Linked DNA regions of Mus musculus: region 1 is linked to region 2. Evidence: chromatin contacts called from public HiChIP or PLAC-seq data. All regions are on one chromosome and are shown on one strand. The core of a region is the stretch at or near the end of the contact, and the rest is flanking DNA. Distances in the headings are between cores, read along the strand shown. Region 1 has its middle 6.3 kb from the start of Gm39336. Region 2 holds the start of 2310003N18Rik (RIKEN cDNA 2310003N18 gene).

Region 1 (7,187 bases), core at 466-2,965, 73 kb after region 2:
ACTCCCTGGCCTTTATCCTGTCCCACAGGTAGATCTAGATGAAGATTTTGTTCTCCCTAGCCTGCCTGGTTCAGACAAGTAGCCATGCTACTCACTGCCTACCCCACTGTCATAGTTAGGGCTTCTGTTGCTGCGATGAAAACATCATGACCAAAAAGCACATTGAGGAGGAAAGGGTTAATACACTTCTAGATCATAGTCCATCATTGGAGAAAGTCAGGACAGGAATTCAAGCAGGGCAAGAATCTGGAGGCAAGAGCGGATGCAGAGGCCATGGGAGGCTGCTGCTTGCTCCCCATAGCTTCCACAGCCTGCTTACTTATAGAACTGAGGCCCACCAGCCCAGGGATGGCACCATCCACAGTGGACTGGGCCCTGCCCTATTGCTCACTAACTGAGAAAATGCCTTACAGCTGGATCTCGTGGAGGGGGTTCCTCAACTGAGGCTCCTTCCTCTCCGGTGATTCTAGCTTATGTCAGGTTGACATACAAAACCAGCTAATATACCCATCATAATCATTTAAGTTCTAAGTTAGTTCTCCTTGCTTGCCTCTTTCACTGAAGAGGCCAAGGCCCTCGAAAGCTACAATGTCTGAGTTTCCTTGTGGGTGGCTCAAATTCCATTTGGTCACTGGGAAACACCAGGATGAGTTCCAGCTGTTTCTTTAATGCTGTGTTAGTTTCTTTTTTTGTTGTTGTTGTTGTGACTAAACGCCCAAAAGAAGTAATGTAAGAGAAAGGGGATTTATCCTGCCTCCTGGTGGTCAGGGAATAAGAATATCATGGCACATAAGATATATATATATATATATATATATATATATATATATATATATATATATGTAATATATTATATGTATAATATATAATGTATATAATAAGAATATCTTGGCAGCAGGAAGAGGAGGCAACTGGGCATTGTCAGCAGTCAGGAAGCTGAGATACGGATGCTGATGTTCTTCTTGCTTTTTTCCTCTTCACTCTGGACCCCAGCCCGAGTAAACAGTGTGACCTGCATTAAGGAAGTAGGCTTGCTAAGTAATCTGTCTTTTAGGTGATTCTAGTTGCTGTCATTTGTGTCAGCAAGTAATACTATCACACACTCCTCTCTCCCCGGAGTGGCATCTCTTACAATGCAATCATGTGTCACCTAAAGACAAAGATATGTCTGAGAAGTGCATCATTTTGGTGAGCAAACATCATAGGATGCACTCATGCAAATGCGGATGGTATAGCTCAGGACACAGCTAGGCTAAATGGTATAGTCATCATAAAAGTGGCCGGTTGTTGACTAAACCACTGTTGCACAGTGTGCTTCCCTGTCTAAGTGACCCCTGCTCCATGATTCCAGGTTTATAATTGGAAAATCATTTCTGTAAAACTCTCCCTCAGGGTGGTAGTAGCTTCCTGCTGCCGTGATTTCAAGAGGCATCACTGTCCTTAATTCATTCCATTGATCCAGAGGAAAAAGCTCACTGCGGCTTCTGGTGCATCCACCCTGAACTCCACCCACTCCACAGAGTGAAGTGGGCACAGCAGTGGAGGCGGAGCCACCGCAGACCTCATCTGCCAAGCACTGAATGGCTGTTTTCTCTAGGAAGCTTCCCGCAGGAGAACACAGGCTTTTCTGATAAAGCCAAACAACAAGACAGAATGGCTGCCCCTGTGAGCAAATGTGCTCCTGAGGCCCGAGTCTAGTCAGGAGGTTGGTACCAGCAGCCCTCCAGAGTCTGGTGATGTTGCCATGGTAGCAGAAGGGTCACTGCTTAGCAACAGGCCAGAGCTGCGGGAAGTTGCTAAGGTATTTTCACATGTGTTAAAGCAAATGGATGTTTATGGCAGTCTTGAGTGTAAATACACCGTGGGGGGAGAAGAGAAAGCATACACACACAGGCCACCCAGCGACGTGAAGGGCTGCATTCCCCTGATACCCCGGGCCCAAAGAAGATGCCTTTTCTCTGGAGGAGGCTGTAGAAGACCTGGCGAAGCACATCTATCATCCTCCCTAAAACAGTTGACTTCCAATTGACCCTGTCATAAAAGCATCACCATCACTTAATTATCACTGTGGTCTCCTAAATGGATTTTGAGCATCTCAGTGACATGGTAATCAAATGCTAGTACTGCTGAGGCCCAACACACAGCCCCTCCGTCCCTCTCTTTCTCCATCACTTGGTACACATCATGTCACTTCTCTGTGCCTCAATGTCTTATCACACCTTTCATAGTTTTTGTGAGAATTAAGTTATTCCATGGCAGCATGACATAGGTATACCACATATAATGCATAATCTGTTCAAGATAATGTTCTTAGCAGCCAATAAAATTATGAGTGCCTGGCCCTATAGAAGTAACAACATAAAAATTATCAAAAGCTAGAGCATGTCTATTTCATTGCCAGCGTATCAAAGGAAAGGGCCTAAGTCCTCGGTTGGCCAGTCAACGTACCCCAAATCTGACTTCAGACTGAGTTGCCTACTTAGGGGCAGTTTTGAGGATTAAAGCAATTCATGTAGAAATGCAGCATAATGTCTGCCCTACAATAAAGATTCAGTAAAGGTTCCCCTCACTACAAAAAAAAAAAAAAAAAAAAAAAAAAAAAAAAAAAAGCTAGTATTGTTCCTTCCAGAAATCAGAGCTATGTAGGACTGAGTTCCAGCCCTGAACACATGCATGCACCCTACCAGACTTACACACATCTGTGTCTTCTTCACCCTGCCTTGACCAACACTTACTTCCTCTACCTTCCCACCAGTCTCATGTCTGCATGATCTTCAAAGCCATGCATAGGTCTACCCTTGCCTGAAAACTCCCTGACCTAGCTAATTTTGGCTATCCACTTCACACAAGCTGGAGTTATCACAGAGAAAGGAGGCTCCCTTCAGGGAATGCCTCCATGGGACCCAGCTGTAAGGTATTTTCTCAATTAGTGATCAAGGGTGGAAGGGCCCATTATGGGTGGTGCCATCCCTGGACTGGTAGTTGAAGTGTGGACACTATGCCCCTCCTTAGATTTGGGAACAAAACACCCATGGAAGGAGTTACAGAGACAAAGTTTGGAGCTGAGATGAAAGGATGGACCATGTAGAGACTGCCATATCCAGGGATCCACCCCATAATCAGCATCCAAACGCTGACACCATTGCATACACTAGCAAGATTTTATTGAAAGGACCCAGATGTAGCTGTCTCTTGTGAGACTATGCCGGGGCCTAGCAAACACAGAAGTGGATGCTCACAGTCAGCTAATGGATGGATCATAGGGCTCCCAATGGAGGAGCTAGAGAAAGTACCCAAGGAGCTAAAGGGATCTGCAACCCTATAGGTGGAACAACATTATGAACTAACCAGTACCCCGGAGCTCTTGACTCTAGCTGCATATGTATCAAAAGATGGCCTAGTCGGCCATCACTGGAAAGAGAGGCCCATTGGACTTGCAAACTTTATATGCCCCAGTACAGGGGAACACCAGGGCCAAAAAGGGGGAGTGGGTGGGCAGGGGAGTGGGGGTGGGTGAATATGGGGGACTTTTGGTATAGCATTGGAAATGTAAATGAGTTAAATACCTAATAAAAAATGGAAAAAAAAAAAAAAAGAAAGAAAGCTGAGTAAGCCAGAGGAAGCTAGCCAGTAAGCAGCACCCCTCTGTAGCCTCTGTATCAGCTCCTGCCTCCAGGTTCCTGCCCTGTGCGAGTTCCTGTCCTGACTTCATTTGGTGATGAACAGCAATGTGGAAGAGTAAGCTGAATAAACCCTTTCCTCCCCAACTTGCTTCTTGTTCATGATGTTTTGTGCAGGAATAGAAACCCTGACTAAGACATCCCCTGACTACTCTAGGCTGTGGTCATCTCTCTACCTTGAATCCCTCCAGGATTTCCAGTGTTCACTGCTGGGTTTGTCCTATGCTTTCAGGGGGTTCACAGTTTGATTTAGTTGAATTTGTAAATCACGTGGCAAGTTCTCCTTTGTAGATAGTTCTTGAGCATGTTTTCATACCTGCTGACCTTCATCTGTCTAGGACTCTTTATCACTTGCTGTCTGTCTCTACTGTTGCTTACTGTGACCAGTTCTCATGGAATCTACCCCCCTGTTACCCGTTCCCAAGAATACTATGTGTGAAAGACCATAGGATCAACTAGTCGTGTCATGATGCCTGTGACCCCGAATCTGGAAAAATGACAAGATAAATTCAGCAGTTTAGTGAGTACCTAGAAAGGCTCTCTCCTGAGCCAGCGTTTACATATGTTGCTGGTGGCTAGTAGAGCAGTCACCATGTTGGTAGATGGTGAGAAGGAAGGATTACTTCTAGAACTCAGCAGAATCTACCTGAGTGCTTGAAGCCCAGGGGGGAAAAATCATAAAGGACAAGTGTCAAAGCCACAGGATGTAGCAATTAAGGATCAATAAATTTCTTGGCTATGTGCAATGGTTGGTGCCAATTGTCCAAATTGTAGTGTGAAATCACCTAGGAAACAAGCCTGCTGGCACACCTGTGAAGGATTCCTTAGCCCCTGGGCATGTTTATGAAGGACTATGTTGAAGCGATTAATTGAGGTAGGAAGACTCATCCTAAAAGTGGGCGGCACCATTCCCTAGGCTGAGATGCTGCGCTGTATAAAAAGGAGAGAGGGCTGAGCACCAGCAGCTTCCTGAGTATGGCTTCAGTGTGATGAACTGAGTCTAGCCTTGACTTCTCTACTATAACCGACTACAGCCTTGAACTGTGAACTGCAATAAGCCCTTCTTCCCTTAAGGTGCTGTTGTCACTGTATTTTATCATAGCAACAGGGGTACGGAAAGCCTGTTAGAAATGTGGTATCTTGGTCCTTTCTGCAGATCACTGAATCACACCAGGCACCTTCACTGATCTGAGTAATTAAGATGTGTGCTGACATTAGGTGGCAGGCCCACTAAGTCAGCCACCTAGTTCAGCTGGAAGTGAGAGAAATCCATAATGAGTAATGGGGTGGGGGAAAGTGGTGAATGTGAGTTATGGCCACACTCCAGTACAGGGTGAGAAATGTAGCTTCCTTCACTCACTCTGCTCCAAGAGAGTGCAGCTGCTTATTGTCTTGGCGGAGAATGGTTGATTGACGGCTGGTGGAAATTAGAAATGGCACCGATGCTCCGTAAAGCAGACTAACAGTTTCACCAAATGGCAAACATGGAATTGCCACTTCTAGATACCTAGGCAGAAGAAATGAACACAAACTTCTCCAGGACTGCTCACAGTAGCCTTTTCCATAACAACTTAAAGATAGAGGGGGGAAAAATCCATCAAGTAATGGATTAAAAAAAAAAACCACCCCTGTCACACGGGGTGTCTCCTTCAGAGTAAAGGAAATTACACAGGCTAGATTTTTCTTTCAAGGGAAAGATGGTAATAGAGGAATGAACAGAAGCTAGAGGTGAGAAAGGAAGCTGTAGATACTAGGGCAAGGGTAAGAAGTTTCTGCTGGAAGATTAGAACTTTCTCCTTCCCTTTCCACACATTTCAGGTGGGAAGTCACCAAAGATCTAAGATGAGCATCCTAAGGGAAACACAGACTGGAAGATTCCTTCACTGAGCAAGAAAGGGACGGGCTGTGGGAGAAAAGAAGAAACATTAGTTCCAAAAGTATGCACCATTGCTGGCCCCAGGGATGCTGTAAATAACCAGCGTGTGTCCTTCTCCAGGGATGTCTGACGGGCCTGTAGCTGAGGATCTGGCCCACTACAGACACTCAACAAGTATTTGATGGATCTCATTGCAGTGAATGATGGAGCTACATAATCTAAGAAAACCTGAGCTCAGCACAGCCCAACATCCAACACAGGCTTTTTCACGTAATGAATGCTCAATGTTTGGCAACGGATAGATGATCAAATGAATAAGCATTTTTAGGCTGGAGACAGACCACTGCATATGGGTGAGACATATCAGAGAGCAGAAAATTAATTATCAAGTACAGTTCCTGAGAGGAAATAAGGCAACCAATCATGCTTTGGTTCCCAAAGCATTGTCTTCCTCAGTCACTGTCACAGCCACCAATGAAGTTGAATAGCCAGAATTTGACCCTAGGCTTTTAAAAAAAAAAAGTCCCCCAGTTGTTGATTGGTAGCTTGGTAAAAGGCAATGTAGAATATTCTAGCTAAAGGGATCCTCAGAGATGTATGAACTATTGAAGAAAAAGAAGCCCTGAAGGAGAACTGTCATTTTGTGGGAGTGTGACAAGTAGCCGGGTAATTTCTAGAAGATGAGCTGAGCCAGGCGGGGAGTTCACGCATCGGTAGTTGTACCTCTAATATCAAAAGTTTAGCAAATTGACACCATGTCTGTCACAGATTATTTGAACTGATTGCCGGTTCTGGATAATGCACTCGGGGTGGGTGGTAGCGGGTAGAGAGATATGGATGTATGGCCACGATTTTGCTCAAATATAAAGAAGAATGGGAATCGTCTCCAAATGCACTGAGCAAGAATGTGCAAATTACACTGGTGACCCATGATGAAGGGCCAGGACCACCCCAGGAGAAACATCCCCAAGTCTGAACTTCAGAAAGCCATTCACCTACAGCAGGCACCAAGATGATAAAGGCATAACTGTCCCCCAAGGAAGGCTGTGCCCTTGGGCACAAGCAATGGAGCGAACTAATTTCTAATAATGAGGCTGTGAGCTACAGGGTTTGTCTACAAAACAGGCGTGTTCATGAAGACTAAATATGTCAACTAACTCAAGAGGCATGCTAAATCTCCATTGTTTCCTGGCGTTCAGGTTTCCTGCCTCTATAAAATGTGATGCACGCATTCAATGTGTGTTGCAGAGTCTAGGAGATTGCAGAATGCCACATTAAACTCGGAGCTCCTGGGCTAATGAGGGTAAGTCCATTTTGCAGTAATGAATTGTTTGTAATGGCCCATCATGGAACAGATGTCTCATCCATCATTGCACCGGGAGTCCAATGCTCCAGAGTGCTCCCACAGCCCAGGGAAGCCACACAGCCCCAAAGGGGCATCGTGCACTCTGGGTTCCTGAGAAGAGGGGAAGCAACCCCCTCATGAAATAGTATGAGTAGGTGTGATTTGAGGCTCCCAAATCCACCATAACTCAAAATATGTCCCCATTCATCTGCCACAGCAGTTAAAATGCCCTCCTTTGAATTGTCTCCTATTAAAATGTAAATATATCACCTATAAGAAGTCACAG
Region 2 (7,165 bases), core at 3,097-5,596:
TCTTCATGACTTCAGCTCACCATCTTCTTCACAGAAAATGGTCCCATCCACAATGAAGATGGGTCCTCCAACATCAACCAACGTAGACAAGATAATTCTCCATGAGCAAGCTCAGAGGAATGCCTCTAGGTGATTCTATAGTCTGAATTGACAAGTCTAACCGTCACACTGAGCCATTCACTCTAGCCCCTGCCATGAATGTCTTTCCTCTTGTGGCTAACTGGACCCACCCTCTTTAAAAGGCATTGTGTGTACATCTGTTGATTGTGTAAAATGATCTAGTTTGCCTAGTGATATCCTCACCCTGTACTTCATATGGGTTACTACATCATTCCTGCAGAATCTATTGTTCTGAAAGACATATGCTCCATCTTACCACACTCAGATGAACTCTGGGAAGCTCTGTTTGTCTGACCTGGCTTTTTCCTGGTCTGAGAAGAGGATACAGAACAGAGAGAAGTATCCAGAATGGTCACTGCATGATCTCAGGCCACATCAACACCTACATTCATCTGTGTGTGATGTGTTGTAAGCTGGCAGCCAACTGCTAGCCCCAGGTAAGGGCTGGCTTGCAGCCTGAGAAGCTGCAGCAGACAGTCTTCATGGCATCATCTTTTCCTCTCCAGAAAGTTCTACCCAGAGGACCTCTCAGAGTTTCTCCAGATCATCACAGCCTTGGGAAAGTGATCTCAGGATATGGCCCTTGGATGCAGCGAGACAGGGGGAGAGGTTTGTTATTCCAACCTCCTCATGGCTGATCTGATCAAATCACCCCAAGGCTTCCCTCCCTAGCCCTCTGCAGGGCATCTCCAGTGCAGAATGCCCTTAGGAAGCCTCTCACAAAGGCCATTTGTTTCCTCCTTGTCTGCTGAAGATGAGAACTAGTTTCTGGATACCTAGTTTTTCCACACAACATTGCAGGAAAAACTGATTAGGGGCACACATGGGCTTGAGCTTGGGCTTGTTGGTGGTGTTATTTTTGTTTCTGCTTTGCGAAGAAGAAGAAGAAGAAGAAGAAGAAGAAGAAGAAGAAGAAGAAGAAGAAGAAGAAGAAGAAGAAGAAGAAGAAGAAGAAGAAGAAGAAGAAGAAGAAACAGTTCCATTGCTGTTCCTTCAAAAATCTTGAAGAAATGAAGGAAAGAAGAGGCACCGGGACCTCCCTGGAAAGGATCCATAATGGTTTGCAAAGGGCAGATGGGTAAAACGAGGCTGGCCAGCTTCCATGTTCCCTCCCCTAATCTCTACCCCTAACAAGGCATCCTTCTTTTCCCTCCCCCATCCTTTTCTCCTCAAACATTTTCTCTCTGTTTTTTCTCTGAGTGGTGGAATTGAAAAGTGTAACCATGGGACCCTGAGCGAGCTGGCTACCTCCCAGAACCTGCTTTCTTCCCCTCCATTACAGACCACCAAGCTGACATTGTTCCTCAAGCCCTGGTGCTTCCCTGTCCCGCCTTTTCGCCTTTGCCCTCTGGACAAAAAGCTCTGTGGGTTTACACTGGGATATGCAGAACTGAGCACAGCAAAACTGGCCTCTGAGACCTAGGCAATTTTGCAGGCAAGGACCCCTTTTATTAAGGACACCGCCACCACATTTGAGCCTGGAGAGAGTTCCAAAAAGTCAGAGTTCCTATCGATTGAATGCTTGCTACTTTCAGACCTTGGTAAATGTGGAAGTTGTATTCTGTAGTGTTTCCATGAATGCTGAATTAGCAAATGAGTGATGGCTCCCAGGGGAAATTCAAGTTAGGATCCCGTGAGCCTCTGTTCACATCACTTTTCCCGTGAATTGATCAATACACACTGTCATAGGATCTGTGGGAGTGAGACAGGGATGACAAAGGGGACTTTCTGAGAAACATTACCTTGGCTTGTGACTGGGTTCCTTTAGCATTCTCAAAAATGACCTAGGGAGAGATCACAACTGCTTTATGGTAGCTGGCCTCCCCAGTCCCAGAAGCAGCTCTACATAGAAGCTGTGCTGCCCGGGGCCAGCTGTTTGACTCATACTGGTCAAGACAGTGTAAACCCTGTTCCTGGCTTGCCTGGCCCTACAAGAATTGGTACCTAATTACCTTGCCAAACTCATCTCATCCCTCTTCCCTCCAGACTTCCCACCCTCATGGGGAGCTGATTTCATATCCATTAATAAGCCAGGCGTTCTCTTCTGTATCTGAGGGCGCTTCCTTTCCCTCAGCTTCCTGTATTCATTAGTTCAGACACCATTACAAAATCAACTAGGTGAGCTGTAAAACCAAACTCATGTTTCTCACAGTTGCCTCGATGGCTGGAAAGTTCTGGACTGAAATGTTCCCGAAGAAAAGCCTGCTGGGAACTGGTTCTTAGTTTTTGCAAAGCTTCTTGCTGGGTGCTTCCATGAAGAAGGACTTCTTAAGTCCTCAAGGCCTCTTTCACAAAGACTCTTGTGTAAGAGGGCTCTATGATTGTGGCTTCATACCTGTTGTAAAGTCCTCACCTTCAAGTTTAACATATAGACCTGAGGAGACAGTCAGCTGGTGACATCTCCTCTCCCATAGACAACTCCCACTTCAATGCTTTAGCTTAGATGTCTCCTTTCTCCAACTGGGGGTTCATGACTTCTCTCTGTCTCCCATAGTGACTCCTCAGTGGGTTCTTTCAAACTACATTGTAAGTGTAAAATCATTGTCTTCTCCACTCAGCTACACTCACTAGAGGTTAGAGATCATCTAACTCACCTCTCACTCCTGTTTTTAACACACCTTGGTATATTCTAAATACTTAGCAGAAGTCTACTGAGTGTAAAGTTGAAGCTTCCCTAAGACATCATGTTGAGCAAATGAAAGGTCTTCAGGTCATCAGAAAACTGTGTCTTCAAACAGGGGGAATGAGATCCTAGATGGTCACCTCCCCGGTTTCTTGCTATCATGGCCAGTGGCTGAGCACTTTCCCTGTTGCCCACCCCTACTATAAAGTGCTGCTTCACCGTAGGTCCTTACAACCGAAGGCTAATAAGTCATAGAGAAGCACCTCCAAAAAAAGAAAAGAAAAAGAAAATCTATGAACCAAGATAAATCTTTCATTTCTGTAAGGTGTTATAGTGTTAGAAAGCTGAACAACACACCAACAACCCTTCTCTCTGTTTATCTCCTTTCAGATTCCTTCTGCTCTTCGAGCCCCAGATGTCTAGACTCTCCTCCTTCCTTGAGCACCGTCCTGCAGAGGGTGAAAAGGTTACCTTGGGGTCTCAGCATTTTGGCATTCAAGTTTTCTTTTTCTCCGAAGTTATGAGCACCAGACTGGATCATCTAAGGACGATGAGCTGTGTAACGTAGGGAGGGGCAGCCACTGTGTCAGCTCAGAGTTTATTTGTTGGTTGGTGAGACCTGACATATCTCTACATGTCAGAGAATCTTCTATCTTTGATTAAGACTAAGCCCTAGAGAGCAAAAGTGAATTCAAACCTCAGGTGTGGGGACCACCAGATCCTGGAGAGGTTGCTTAGCAACAGGGCCTTGAGGCTAGGCTTTGGTTCAAATGCCAGTTCTGCTGCCTATGGACTAAGCATGGGTGGAGACGTGTGCATCCTCTTTAACTCAACTCTCTCAACTGTAAAACACAGGTAATAACAGCTCCTATTTCCTGGAGTTCTCATGAGGATTACTTGGATAATTTATGTAAAGCCTCTGTACAATGCCTGACACACCACATGGTATTCAATAAATGTCAGCTTTATTTTTGGAAACCTGTATTAGGTATCCAGCAGGCCAGACTCCAAGCAAGCAAGGATCTATATGAATGAGCCACATCTTACTTGGAACACCAGGCAGAAAGTGGTTTTAAAAGAGATGACATTAACGAATTAAGACCTACATTCAGACTCCCTCAACTGTCTTCGAGGCAACTCACTCCTCAGACTCCTTCGAGGCAAACGATTAGTGGCCAGCATTTTTCTTCAGACATTAGAGAAGATGTATTCTGGATACCTTGTTAGTTGAGCCTCAGAATCCAGAGATGAAGGGGCCAGGGCATCAACTGTTCCTGGAGATACAGATAAGAAAAACATCAGTCACTGTCCCTTCCAAGTCCTGGCAGACCCGACAACCCCCACAGCTCTACAAGGAACTAGCATTCCCCACTGAGCCTTGTCTCTGAAGACTTCACTTCCTCCATAATGTCCCTCTGAGGACACAATTCCAGCATTAAATCTCTTCAGCACCATCCCTGTATGCTGGCTTCTTGCCTGCAGGTCCAGGCGAGACAAGAGTGGTCCTGGTCCCTCCAGGGTCTCTCCGAGGCTGAACAGGATGGTGAGTGTTGATGGCTCAAAAGAAACACACCAAGCCAGGAGTCTTGTCAAAGCAGGTACTCAACTTTATAGCATCAGCCTCTCGCTTATATAAGTTCTGAACATAGGGAGGGAGATTTTGGGTGGGGTAAGATGACATAGGAGCCAGGGAAGGGTGATGGAGGGTATGGAGTGACTCACAGGGCCAATGGCAAAGCTCTACATCAGCAAGGCGGGGCAGAGGCATGGCAAACAGGTCTTGCTGAGTCACTTCCATATCAGGGAAGTGACTGAGGCCCAAACCAGGGCCAAAATGGGTCCCAACACCTGTAGGAAATGAAAAACCCTTCTTTGTGAAAGTGCTGATGTAGCCAGCAGCTGTCAATTTGTCTGTCTGCTTGGCACCTCCTGAAGTGGCAGGACCCTCCAAACCTCATCTCTATACTATAGATTTTTTTCCTCCTGTACCAGAAACACAAGCAGCCAGTTATCTTGCCTCCTTTGTAGCTACAATGAAAGCAGGTGGCGGAGGGGCTGCAGATGACAGGGTGGTGTTGCCGACCAGATGTGGCATTGGTTCTGAAGGCAGCAGCAGTGGTGATGATCAGGTTCCTGGCAGTGACATGAATTGTGGCATCCAGCTGGCAGTGGCAGCGGCCACAGCAGTGTTCTCATTAGGTCAGTCCTGCAGCCTGTAAGGGGACATTAGTATGAATGCATAGCCTCCAGGCTGTTTCTCCAGGATCTGCTGGAGCCGTGAGACAGCCGGCCTTCCACCGGTGTTATGAGACAACCAGCTTTCTTTCAGTAACCGTTCAAGCTCAGTTTCCTAGAATCTACCTCTGATGCCCATCGCTAGGAATCTAGATTCTTGCAGTTGAGGATGACAAAGTGACTATTTCAAAGTCAAGTCTGACTGAAATTTCTCTTGCTCAATGAATCTTTACAGAGTCTTTTAATTCCTTTGTCCAGGCCCTGATGGGTAGGTGGAAGAATCTCCAATGAGTTTTTTTGTTTTTGTTTTTGTTTTAAGACAGTCAGAAAAGGTAATGGTCCTGAAAGACCTGCTCAAAATGGCAGACAACCTGCTCCACGTCTGTGCTGTGAAGTGGCTTTTGCTGAAAGAGGTCTCAGCTTCCTTTACTTGGAAGATTCCCAAGGGATGCTGAGACCAAAGGCCTTCCTCAGGCAGTGAACGCCAAGCAAAGGGACTTGGATCTACAGCAGTGGTTCTCAGCCTTCCTAATGCTTCACCCATTTAATACAGTTCCTCATGGTGTGATAAACCCCAACCCCAAAATTATTTTCATTGCAACTTCATAACTAATTTTGCTACTGTAATGAATTATAATGTAAATAACTGATATTTCCTTTCCGATGGTCTTAGGCAAGCCGTTAAAAGGTCATTCAATTTCCCACAGGGGTCATGATCCATAGGTTGACAGCCACTGGTATGAGCTTCAGAGCCAAACAAGGCAGGAGCACTGTAGGTGGACCGAGAGCAGGCTGGATGCTCCAGACTGAACTCGTGGCCAGGGCTTGAGAGCAACCACTGCTTAAAGGGCACTGGCACCTCCATCAGAAACACTGGCATGATGCCTGGCTGTACACACACAAATTACCCTTCCCAGACTCCCGGGTAGCTAAAGAAGGAAGACATGGCAGGCCTTGAGAGCCATGCTGGGCCTGGCTTACAAGCTCCCTGCTAAGGACATTCCTGTTTCCGGAAACCCTATGAATTGTCTCAGAGGCAGCTGGTGTCTGGCTGAAGAACAGAGCAGATACGCAAGCACAGCGGCTAGAATGTGAGCTGCAAGCTGGAGTTCCATGAGGCACATCTGCAGATTCTGCTCAGCTGGGGTAAGATAACCAGCCATGACCAGTACGAACCAAAGCCAAGGAAAGAGGATGGTGGGAAGGAGAGATAGAGAGAGACAGACAACGTAAGCCACACACATCTTCTTTTATTTTTCATGTATGCATATCCACATCTATGTGTATGTGGGTTTGCATGTGTACCTGTATGCATATGTGCAGAGGCCAGAAGTCAACCTCAGTTATCATTGTTCCTGAAGTATTTTTCATTTTGTTATTGGTGGCGGGGGGGGGGGGTTGTTTGTTTGTTTGTTTGTATTTGTTTTGGAACACTGGCCTGGAACTCACAGAAGAAGACAGGCTGGGGGGCCAGGGAAGCTGGGAGTCTGCCTGTCTCCACCCCAGAGCTGAGATTTATATTCACATGCCACCACACCTGACTTGTTTGTTTGTTTGTTTGTTTGTTTGAGACTTTATCCACTAAGCTATGTCTCCTGCTCCAAGCCATCCATACCTATTTATTCAGGTCACAAGAATGTGAGTTTCTGCTCAGGTTAGCCTGGCATCCCCACGGTATCACGGATTGCCATGACAGTCACTTGGCATGTTTGGTATTTTCTATATGTTCTTGTTGATTTCAGTAGAAATCGAGCTATTGCTTTTCAGAAGCTGAGTCATTCACTCCCCTTCTGGCTTGAGAGGTGTTCCTTCTGTATGTGTCACTTTGGAGCACCTCGCTACAGAGCCTGTGGAATCCGAACAGCCACTGGAGCTCAGCCATCATCATGCATTGCATCAGAGGCTCACAGAGAAGTGTCGACAAAAGTCCGTAGACAACTTCAGTGTTTCATTCCATATACACTTCCGCAAAGGAGATGCTGACTTCTTTCTACCCTCTGACCCTTGCCTTTGACCCTAGGGACCTCAGATCTCCAGGGCTACCTCAGAAGATGGGAACTGGCTGAATTCCCACTCTGAGCTGGCATTATAGTTGAATAAAATGAGGCCCTGCTTTCTGTTTTCCTGGTCCCTGCCCAAACAGGGTTGTCCATATTTTAAGCCCACTCCCTGCATCCCATCCTTGGG

What was found. HiChIP or PLAC-seq counts read pairs in DNA pulled down with a chosen protein or histone mark.
Region 1: an H3K27ac HiChIP or PLAC-seq map of neural progenitor cells shows a contact between it and region 2, with 2.8 times the contacts expected there. The contact joins the enhancer-like site here to the promoter of 2310003N18Rik in region 2. A contact is called at or near these places in 5 of 484 Hi-C or Micro-C datasets (cranial neural crest, embryonic stem cells, gonadal supporting cells and 2 more) and 1 of 115 datasets of contacts at active chromatin or transcription factors (neural progenitor cells).

Annotation. Positions count from the first base shown.
Region 1 is chr9:50,304,581-50,311,767 of GRCm38.p6, forward strand. No RefSeq gene overlaps it. Among named protein-coding and RNA genes, the nearest start is that of Gm39336, 6.3 kb to the left of the region's middle. Within about 2 kb of position 1,716, at least 59 of the 459 cell types and tissues checked have an H3K27ac peak or open chromatin away from gene starts, as enhancers often do. A contact at or near this core is called in neural progenitor cells, where this site is marked.
Region 2 is chr9:50,228,836-50,236,000 of GRCm38.p6, forward strand. 2310003N18Rik (RIKEN cDNA 2310003N18 gene) reads right to left here and starts at 4,347. Exons shown (of 2, transcript NR_131161.1): 1 at 4,220-4,347; 2 at 3,688-4,017. Gm40519 (a long non-coding RNA gene) reads right to left here. Exons shown (of 3, transcript XR_870728.1): 3 at 4,696-4,956.